3 separate regions of the Mus musculus genome follow, and all the other regions are linked to region 1. A link is a contact called in public Hi-C and promoter capture Hi-C data. All regions are on one chromosome and are shown on one strand. The core of a region is the stretch at or near the end of the contact, and the rest is flanking DNA. Distances in the headings are between cores, read along the strand shown. Region 1 overlaps Slc15a5 (solute carrier family 15, member 5). Region 2 has its middle 7.2 kb from the start of Gm30213. Region 3 holds the start of Mgst1 (microsomal glutathione S-transferase 1).

Evidence for each region. Promoter capture Hi-C pulls out the DNA fragments that hold promoters and counts their contacts. A called contact is a pair of places that touch in the nucleus more often than the background predicts.
Region 2: a Hi-C map of liver shows a contact between it and region 1, with 1.7 times the contacts expected there. The contact joins two enhancer-like sites. A contact is called at or near these places in 2 of 39 promoter capture datasets (3T3-L1-derived adipocytes and embryonic stem cells), 2 of 15 datasets of contacts at CTCF or cohesin (embryonic stem cells and large pre-B cells), 30 of 484 Hi-C or Micro-C datasets (the 3T3-L1 cell line, the AML12 cell line, ECoMG-derived neutrophils and 11 more), 5 of 115 datasets of contacts at active chromatin or transcription factors (bone marrow-derived macrophages, embryonic stem cells, expanded potential stem cells and 2 more) and 3 of 9 other capture datasets (adipose tissue, embryonic stem cells and liver).
Region 3: a contact with region 1 is called in a promoter capture Hi-C map of liver. The contact joins the promoter of Mgst1 here to the enhancer-like site in region 1. A contact is called at or near these places in 4 of 39 promoter capture datasets (the 3T3-L1 cell line, 3T3-L1-derived adipocytes, embryonic stem cells and 1 more), 8 of 484 Hi-C or Micro-C datasets (ECoMG-derived neutrophils, adipose-derived mesenchymal stem cells, embryonic fibroblasts and 3 more), 3 of 115 datasets of contacts at active chromatin or transcription factors (bone marrow-derived macrophages, hepatocytes and stem cell-derived neural progenitor cells) and 4 of 9 other capture datasets (adipose tissue, embryonic stem cells, liver and 1 more).

Annotation. Positions count from the first base shown.
Region 1 is chr6:138,033,918-138,037,107 of GRCm38.p6, reverse strand. Slc15a5 (solute carrier family 15, member 5) reads left to right here. Exons shown (of 9, transcript NM_177787.4): 5 at 27-213. Among named protein-coding and RNA genes, the nearest start is that of Slc15a5, 44 kb to the left of the region's middle. Within about 2 kb of position 1,752, at least 2 of the 459 cell types and tissues checked have an H3K27ac peak or open chromatin away from gene starts, as enhancers often do. A contact at or near this core is called in liver, where this site is marked.
Region 2 is chr6:138,157,800-138,160,989 of GRCm38.p6, reverse strand. No RefSeq gene overlaps it. Among named protein-coding and RNA genes, the nearest start is that of Gm30213, 7.2 kb to the left of the region's middle. Within about 2 kb of position 1,684, at least 5 of the 459 cell types and tissues checked have an H3K27ac peak or open chromatin away from gene starts, as enhancers often do. A contact at or near this core is called in liver, where this site is marked.
Region 3 is chr6:138,138,806-138,141,995 of GRCm38.p6, reverse strand. It overlaps Mgst1 (microsomal glutathione S-transferase 1), which reads right to left and starts at 1,469. Exons shown (of 4, transcript NM_019946.5): 1 at 1,390-1,469.

The DNA of each region.
Region 1 (3,190 bases), core at 503-3,002:
CTAACTCCCCTCTTCCTCACATGCAGATTCCTTCAGGATATTATCTTCAGACCATGAATTCCAACCGGAACTGGGGTGGATTTTCTCTGCCGATTGCGCTAATGAACGCCATCAGCCTTCTGCCGTTATTAATTCTCCCTCCCTTTATGGATTACTTCAGCAACTGTCTACTTCCCTCTAAGAGAGATGGACCATTCCTGTCAGCGTGCATGAGTAAGTAGGACTCTGAGGGAATTGTTTGCAACTTAAAAACAGCACACATGCACATACACACACACACACACATGCACACACACACACACACAAAGACTGTTAAACTAACTACATGCTCCTAAGTAGGAATGCATGTTTCCAATTTTCAAAAAAAGATATATTTATGAGTGGTAGCATCCAGGTCCCTGAATCAAGCATCGACATGATCTCTTTAATCCGTCCTTTTCGGCCTCTTCAGAAGTCAGTGAAGCTCCAAGCACCACTAAATGGACTTTCCTTCTGGAGGGCAGGCCTCACTCCTCAATTTGTCCCTAACGTGTTCTTAAACCAAGAAGATACTTAGTGAGTCTCAAGAATTAATAGTCTTAATTTCTGAACCAGTAACAAAATTTATTAAAAATTAGTAGTGTGAGCATGGAGATATGACCCTAAAGCACTTGCCGAACATGAATAAAGCCTCGGGTTCTGTCTCTGACTCTGAAAGGGAAAAATTAATTCTCTAATTCACAGGCCCTGTATAGCAATTCTTCAGATGGTAAGGAATATAGTGATGATTTTCAAAGGTTTTTCAAAGTGAAACAATTTAAGATAGCTTCCTTAGGACACGGGCATTAAGCCATAAAATAAAATCATCTGGTTAATGGAGAAAAGGTGGCATAGTCCATTCTGATGGGTCTGCGCTCCCAGCCACATTTAGTAAGGCACTGTCAGGGAACCACAGGGCCAGTGCAGCAGAGAAGGTAGCCTGGGCATTCTTGGCCACTCAAGTGCTACCGCGTGGCTTTGAAACACACACCCCTGAGCTCTCCTGTCTGCACTTTGCTGGTTTTGGGTTTCTTTGAGAAGAATAGCACCTTGTTATATAAGACTTGAAAGCATGCAGCAGAAAAACACAGGTGCCTCAGAACAAAGCACTGATACTCAGTGGAAGCCTCGCGGAGATGTTAGTGATCATGGGCCATTTGCAAGGCACACCACTGTCCACCGATCGGCAAATAAATGAATGAATGAATGAATGAATGAATGAATGAATGAATGAATGAATGAATGATCCGAACTGGAAACTCTGGGGAAACATCACACAAGGCAAACAAAGAAGATCACAGGTGATAGCTGAGACATGATCTTTTCTGGCTAGTTGACCTGTTGTGTCTCTCCTTAAAGATCAGAGGCTGCGGTCTTCTGGCCACACAAGCTTCCTGATGTTTTCTGTATAGGAAGCACAACTTCCTGTGTGTTTCTTCAAACCCATGGGCACAATTCTGTCACACCAAGGTGTTTGGTCTTGGTTAGAACTCAAGGTGACTAACATCATCATAGTTTCTATGGCCATCCTCGCTGACAGAGACTTACAGTTCACAAGTTTCCAGAACTTATTTCGCAACAGGTAGGCATGTTAGTATTGTAATAGCATTTAGCAAAATACAAATCCTGATAATTTTTTTTTTACAATCTATGAACGTTAACATGCTTCCTAGGTCTTCTATTGCAGAAGTCTAAGTATTATTTAGAGGTTGTTCTGGATTCTCCTCTGAACTTTGAAGACACAAATAAAAGCGCATAGGACTTTGTACGTTTGACTTTTGCGGGATCACTATTGAAACAGAATCAAGAGCCTCTGGCATGGATCCATTATGTTACAAAATGTCAAAAAAAAAAAAAAACTTAGCAGTTTTATGCAAGTACCATGAAACTTCCAAGGCAGAGGTACTAAATTTATGCATAAAAATTCTAAATCTGTCCTGTAGGGAAACAGACAAACAACCCAGCTACAACAGCTTAATCAGAAATCCTTCCTTAGAATAAAGTCTCTTAATTAAGTTCAGGATAAATTTGCGCAACTTTCTCTATGACGTAATTGAAATCATGGCCATTCCGCAAGGTATGCGCTCATAGATGGAGGTGGCATGGTTATCTAGCACATTATTTGATGTTGTTGATGAACTAAATTATTCCCCTGCCACATGAGTAACAAGACCTAGTGGGCAGGAGAAAAGAAAGCTAGACTCACTTCAAAGGAAATGAAGCTTTGCCCCACTGGGTACAGAATAGTGAATTTAGTTGTTTCTAAGCCAGACTCCATTCATTCATTCATTTGCATACTTTTTCATTTATTTGCATAATGTTTCGCTATGGGAATATAAACATATAATAATATGCATCTTTTAAACTAGATATTTGGGTGGGTTTCCATATTCTGGTTATGATTATGGAAGATTAACAAGTTTCACCAGGACATGAAAGCCAAACCAAGAGTACTTTCTGATAGCAATTTGCATAATTGAGTGCATCTAATAATAAAATTTCCTTTCCCTTTAAAGGCTCAAATGCCCAAATATATGAGTGAAGTATACAGGTATATAAATTATGAATGGGCATGTATTTATGAATTCCTAGTTTGATCATGGTATCATCATGTATATAATACATTTAGATGCATAATAAACCATAATTTAATACTTCAAAGCTCATCACAATAGTGTCATCTGAATTCAGGTGTTCTAATTCGGTGGTCATTATACCATTATTATTATTATTGTGATCATTACAATTATTAATATTATTCCATTGTTCAGCTATATGTGGCTGTCACATTGTAGATGTTAAATTATCTGCATTAATTTGGAATCTTCACTACTGTTTTCAATTAGCAGAGGAAAGTAGATGAAATGTTCCTGTACTAGTGAAGTTCCTTGAGTGTGTGACAAAATATCTGACCAAAGCAGTTCATAGGAAGAAAGGATTACTTAGGCCCACATCTGGAGGGATGCAGACCACTGGAAGGAAGACGGTTCAGTGACAGGAGGGTACAGGAGAGTCACTCTGCATCACACAGTAACCGGGAGAGGAAATTTTAGTATTAGATGCACTCAATTATGCAAATTGCTATCAGAAAGTACCCTTGATTTGGCTTTCATGTCCTGGTGAAACTCTCTCGATGCTGGCACTCAGCTTACTTTCTTCTTACTCAGCCTGG
Region 2 (3,190 bases), core at 435-2,934, 120 kb before region 1:
ATGCTCACATTTTTCAAGCTTAGTTGTAACCATTGTTATCACATTGAGCCTACCATGGGTTACAGCTAATCTGACAAAATGACGACTGACACATTAGAGCAAAGGCTGCTTTCAGAGCATGAAGTTTTAAATTTAGATAGTGCTCCTACTATGTCTGGGTTGAACTTCATCATGGCATTGTAACCCACACAGAGTGGGCGGGAACGATTTTTCCTGTCAATCATTCCTCCATGCATACCTACCCTGTGTCTTGTGATGCTGAGGTTGCTCTCACTTGGGGATTTGAGTTTCAGCACTTTGATTCTAAGGTCAATTGTCTGGCATGTGACTTGCTTTGTCTATCTGTATGATGAACAGATGTTTTCCTGGAAGGCAACCATAGGATTCTGTTTCCTCCCTTGTTTCTTTGTCATGGACATGATGATGTCTAGGCCAGACAACTGGGTAAACTTGTTCTATGAATGATCAGATAATAAATATGCCTGTTTTGTGTCCTGTGGAGTTTTCTGTTACAGAAGTTTACTTCATTCTGCCACTATGGCAAAAAAGTAGTTTGAGAAAATACTAAAACAAGTAAACATAGCTGTGCTCCAAGAACACTCTGTTTCCAAATGCCATCAATAGCTAGATTTAGCCCAGAAGCCAGAGTTTACCAAGCTCTGTCATGGAGGATGAAATACAATGTAGCACTGAATTGGCTCCAGGACTTTTTCTTGAGATCTTTCTGGATCAGCTCATTTTGGCTTTAACTGATTCCCAAAATGTGGATGTGCCCTGACATCCAAAAGTTCCTGACAAGTAACTTATAAATGACACAGGAGCTGATTCATCCAAGGCCCCTCAACCCTACAGAGGCCTTGGTGAAAGCCACTGCTGTGTACCAATCTACCACTAACACAGCAGGTCATGTGCCAATACGTTTAGAGTTAGAGATAGGGCTCAAAAAGCAGTCAAACACCTTGACAATATCTTAGGCTCAATAAAGTCTCAGGACCATGACTGACATAAAGGCACAATTCTATTCACATTCCAAACTATTTCAATAATTAATGTTTGGTGGGAGTGGATGTTTGATTTTTCAAGACAGAATTTCTCTATATAGTTCCTGTCCTAGAACTCACTCTGTAAATCAGATTAGCCCCAAACTCACAGAGATCGACCTATTTCAATCTCCCAAGTGCTGGGATTAAAGATGTGTGCTACCACTTCCTGGTCTTAATACTTTTCTTATTTAGAGTTTTTAATATTTGTTGTGTGTGTATGTGTGTATGTCCATGTTTGACACTTGTGTGCATGTGTGGCAGTCACAGGAAAACCTGGAGTCTGTTTTCTCCTCTTATTACATGAGTTCCAGGGAGTGGGCTCAGGCCATCAGCCGTACTGGAAGGTGCCTAAACCTGCTGAGCCATCTCGCCAGCCCAACAGTTTTCTTAACTGCAGGTGGTTTATCTTGTTCATATACAGATGGAGATGTGTACAGTTTAAGCTTAATGATGTAGAATTTTAGGCATCTTCATACTCTGCGTTAATTTTCCTCTTAACTTTTAATCATTAAAATCATGTGGCCTTGGAATAAATATGCCAGGAATATTTTCCCAAAGTCACTATTGTCAGTCTCTTGGTGATGTTCCAGAGTCTGTATTGTCCTGTTTTGTATTTTCCTAAAGTCCAGTGAACTGGAATAATGGCTCACTCGCTCACACACACACAGTCTCAATCTCTCCATTTTTACAGCTCACACTTTATGCAGGGCTGTCAGGGTTTTCTGAATTAAATGTGACTCGGGGCCTGCATTTGCTGACTGAGGAGGCTCACGGGTCCTATAGCTCATCCACCGTCTTCCACTTGAGCTGCCACAGATGAGAGATTGGTGCCAACTTCAACCCAACATCGACCCTTCCCAGTAGTCTGCCTTCAACAACTCCTCCTTGTCAAATCCAACAGTTTACATGGGATTTACAGTGAATCAAGGACCCTGAAAGGCACACGGGCAGCAGTAATGCTTTTCCTCATAGCAGGAACACCTATCAATGTCCCACAGGGCTGACATTTCAGGCAGGCAGGGGGGAGATGATCAGAGGATTTTTTTGTGTTGCTCTTTCTAAATGGATTGTTGGAGACTCCCAAGGCAAGGGGCTAAAAGTCAGTGTGATACAGCTATGCAACATCCCCCAAAAACACTTATTAAATTATTAATTATAAAGTAGAGCCCTTGGATGAATTGCTCACAGAAGCAAAACAAGACCCCCTAGGACTGGTCCCCTGGGTGCAAGAGGGGGCCAGAAACTCCTCTTCTGCTTGCTGCCTAGAGAAACTTCTAGATATAGAATCAGGAGAATGTTTGATCATGGCTGTAGTTCTTAGTAGTTCTTTGGAGTTTTAGAGGTTTCTCTAATGACAGGGCCCAGAAGTTGTTCAATTATACTTTGCCAGATGACTAGACAACCAAACACAGATAAGATACTGGTTTTCTGGTCATCAAGACCTAGGAAGTCTCCTCTGTGCACATCACAGTATCAGGAAAGAAGGGAGACAGGGGTTAGGGTCCAAATATTCTCTTCAAGGGATACCCACAAAAACTTACATTCCTCCACTAGCGCCCTCTTCCCAAAGGTTCTAGCACCTCACCAGTACCTGCTTCCTGGTGTTTAGATGCTTTTACACATGAACTTTTCAGGGGAACTCTTGATTGGCAATATAGCATCCTTCCTAGGTATATATTAAATTTTAATGTAAACTGCGTGGTCCCTTCGGTTCTCACCACAGGTTAGAGTCATCAACAACAAATGTAAACAAAATAATGTCATTTGGCTGGGCAGGAATTCCTTGAGGCAGGAAAGGCAAGATCAGTAAAAATCCACACATACCCCATACATCCTCCTTCCTGATAAAAGCAGTTTCACAAACAAATCTCTCAACACTTAACAGCTGTAGAAGAATTTTAATCCAGCAACCTGGCTGCTCTGGCAAGGGATTGCATCCAAAGACCTAAGTCTGTGTGATCAGGCTGGAATGCAGAAACAACACACATCTTTCATCCCTTTGGCTGGAAAACACACACATACACAAACACACACCCTTAGTATATATACTTTTGAAGTAAAATTTTGTAGAAGGAAGCAGCCATGTTTGAAAGTGGCATTGAATTGAGGGGCAGACAAAGTGATGAAGCAGAGAAAGATTTGACAGA
Region 3 (3,190 bases), core at 220-2,719, 110 kb before region 1:
TCTGTTTTCCAAAGTGTTTGTAGCTCAGTGCCTGGCCTGCTAGTCCACCCTCTAAGCCCTAGGCCCTCCCTCTCCCGGGACAATCACCATCACACAAGGGTCTCTTCACCTACCCAGGATGCCTGTCAGGAGAGAGCAAAGGGATGCCCACCAGTTGACTGAAAACAGCTTGGGATGAAAGACTCCGACACAGAAACCATTTTCTTCTACTTTGAAGGAAAGAAGCTTGAGTAGGGTATAAATAAGGCCAGGTGGTACAATGGAGACTGGAGACCCCACCTGCCTGTCTCTGGAGCCCTGTCATCGCCGACCTGTATAGTTCCTGGACTCACAATTCCATTCTAGGAATTGTGGGGTGCTGTTTTCTCATTTCCTGGAAGCTTCTCCTGTAACTCCTGTTGTCATATTTTGCCCCAGTGCTATCTGCAGTTGAGAAATACTCCTCTTTCTCCTCATGGGCCCTCAGCCAAGAAAAAGCAAAGTTCTTTTCTTCTCAAAACTGTTTGCCCTATCTGCATCAGTATTGTGAAACTTGGAAAATCTGGGCACACAGCCACAAGGCCATGACTCTTCAATTTTCAATGGATCGAAAGCAGCAAACACATTTGTTGTGAGGACAGAAAAGAGGGCTGCAACAGAGGAAGAACAGAAATACACACATGATCAGAGTCCCAGGCACCTTCCCTACAGCCTCAGTGGGGCCAGACTACAGTGGCCACAGGGGAGGGCGGCTCTGGGGAGTAGCTGCCCAAGGGCTGCGCCCTCAGGTCTTTGGTCATCAGGCTACAGTCACAACAGAGCACGCTCTGCTGCTCTGCTAAGTCTGTAAGTCATATGATATCAAAAGTACCAGTGTAAAGACTTGTAGAGATTTCTCTTGCCTACCACAGGAGAATCTAGAAAAGCAAACAACTTTTCAACAAGTTGAAAGGCCTGCATGTCCAAGTCACCCGGGACACTGTAGGGTTTTACTCCCTGGGAAAGGACAGAAGTTGCTGAAACCGCAGTGACTTCTCATCTTGTTACAACTTGCATGTATTTTTTTTCCCCTCCCCTCAAGATCAAGAGACCCTTTCAAAGGGAATGCTACTTGGGCTTGAAAATAAGAAATAAGAAAACCATCTCTTAAACATGAAAAGACTCGTGCTCCCAAGTTTCTTCTTGGAGTTTGAGAAAGGAAAACTTAATGCAGGAACAGAAAAGCACAATTCTCATTTAGAGCGGGCCACAAAAATGGGGGCGGGGGGTGGTCATTTAAACAACTAAAGGGAACAAAGGCTTTTCAAACAGGCACAGCCACTCTCTAGCCTTACACCTGCCACCCACCGGCCCCTTGCACCCACCCACTCCTAGCCTGGGAGCAGCACCGTGGCCGTGCGCAGCACCCACCTGAATCCAGGGAGAAGGGCTGCAAGTTGTCCTGCCGAGCCTGTGCACTTCTGGGACTTTTCACCAACAGGACCCGCGCTGGCACCGCCCTTTTTCAGGCTATTTTTCTATTAATCACCCCGCCTCCTGACCGTGCCAAGCCCCGCCTTCGGAGCTTGCCAAATCCCACCCCTGAATCGCCCCGAAACTGCTGTGGCTGGTGAGGGTCTTTCTCTGCTAAGGATCTTGGCAGTTCTGTTCCGGCTCCGGAAGAAGGGAAGCAAGGAAGGGGTTGCTAACTTTTATGTCGCTGGAAACAAAAAGACCTTAGTGTTGAATTTGGAAAACCTAAAAAGAAAATGTTTTAAGGAAATGTAAATCTCGGGGGAGGGGCTCTATTGCTGTGAATACCTTCAGGGTGCAAAGTGAAACCTGCGAAATTATGAGTCTGTTAGGCAACTAACTTGTTTCACAGTGACTTAGGAAAGTGTTGCAAGGGGGCAGGGTCGTTAGGGCAACATCAAAGCTATTGCACATCACAGAGCCCCACAGTAATGGCCAAGCTCCAGCTCTGAGAGCTCTAAGGTTGATAAGTTCCCATCTGCAACATTTCACTCGGGAACTTTACCAGTTTACACCTGTGCCCCACATTGCTCTGAGAATCAATCAGTCTTTCTCTTTTCTTTTCTTTTCTTTCCTTTTCTTTTCTTTTCTTTTCTTTTCTTTTCTTTTCCTTTCTTTTCTTTTCTTCCCTCCCTCCCTCCCTCCCTCCCTTCTGTCCTCCTCCCTCCTGTCCTCCTTCCCTCTCTCTCTCTCTTTCTTTCTTCCTTTCTTTCTATTCCTTCCTTTCTTTTACACGATTATTCTCTTTTTTATTTCTTCATTTTCCTCCTCTTCGTCTTCTTCCTCCTCCTTCTTCAGTATGAACCACTTAATTTTCTGAGTTTTAGCTGGGTGCCTCTTTGGTTTGGTTTTATTTGTCGTTTTAGAGAGGATTTTGTTACTTAGCCCTGTCTGGAACGCGTGGTACACACTAGTCTGTACACAAACTTATGACCATTCCTGCCTCAGCCCCCAAGGGCTAAGATTTTTCTCACCAGGACCCACTCTGATTCTGACTTTCAAGATTCAGTAGACAGTTCTATTTTATATCCCTTCCAAAAACTAAAAGGAATTAAGAAGCAATGTGCTGACCCAAGCTGAAGTCAGTCAGTCCTGAAGATGGTTTCTTTAAAGGCATGATTGGTAGAACATCTGAAAAGAGTGTTTGGTCGACCTTTTCATTTCAGTTGAAAACATTGTTCAGTTCCTCTCTGGGGCCACACCAGAACACTGAGTGCAGTGGAGCAGAGCTTTCTGAATTTCCTTGAGAGCGGTTAGTACTGCAAGGACTTAAAGAGCTCTTCATTTACACCAAGGAAGACAGCACAAATCCTGAAGGCAAGATTACACAGAAAGGTGCACAAAAATTCTTAACTCTTATCTTCGGAAAGCCAGTGGGAAAACAAGGGCACACTTTTACAAAGAGCATCTCAGTCATCTAATGATCTCATTGAACTTTGTCCAAACTATCGGCTAGTTAATCAATACATAAAGGGTTTCTGCTGTAACGCCCTACTAATTATTGACCATCTGGTAAATGTGATTTTACGTGTGCATATAGCAGAAAGATCTGTTGCTGTCTTTAGTATAATATGAGCATTTGCTTGTAATAGATTTAATTCAGCAAACACTTTAGTGAATGCAAGATACTTGGTTTGATGATGAAGTTTAAAGCTAAAGGGGGGCTATACCCCAGCGTTGTGGGTGCAAGCACAGCTTT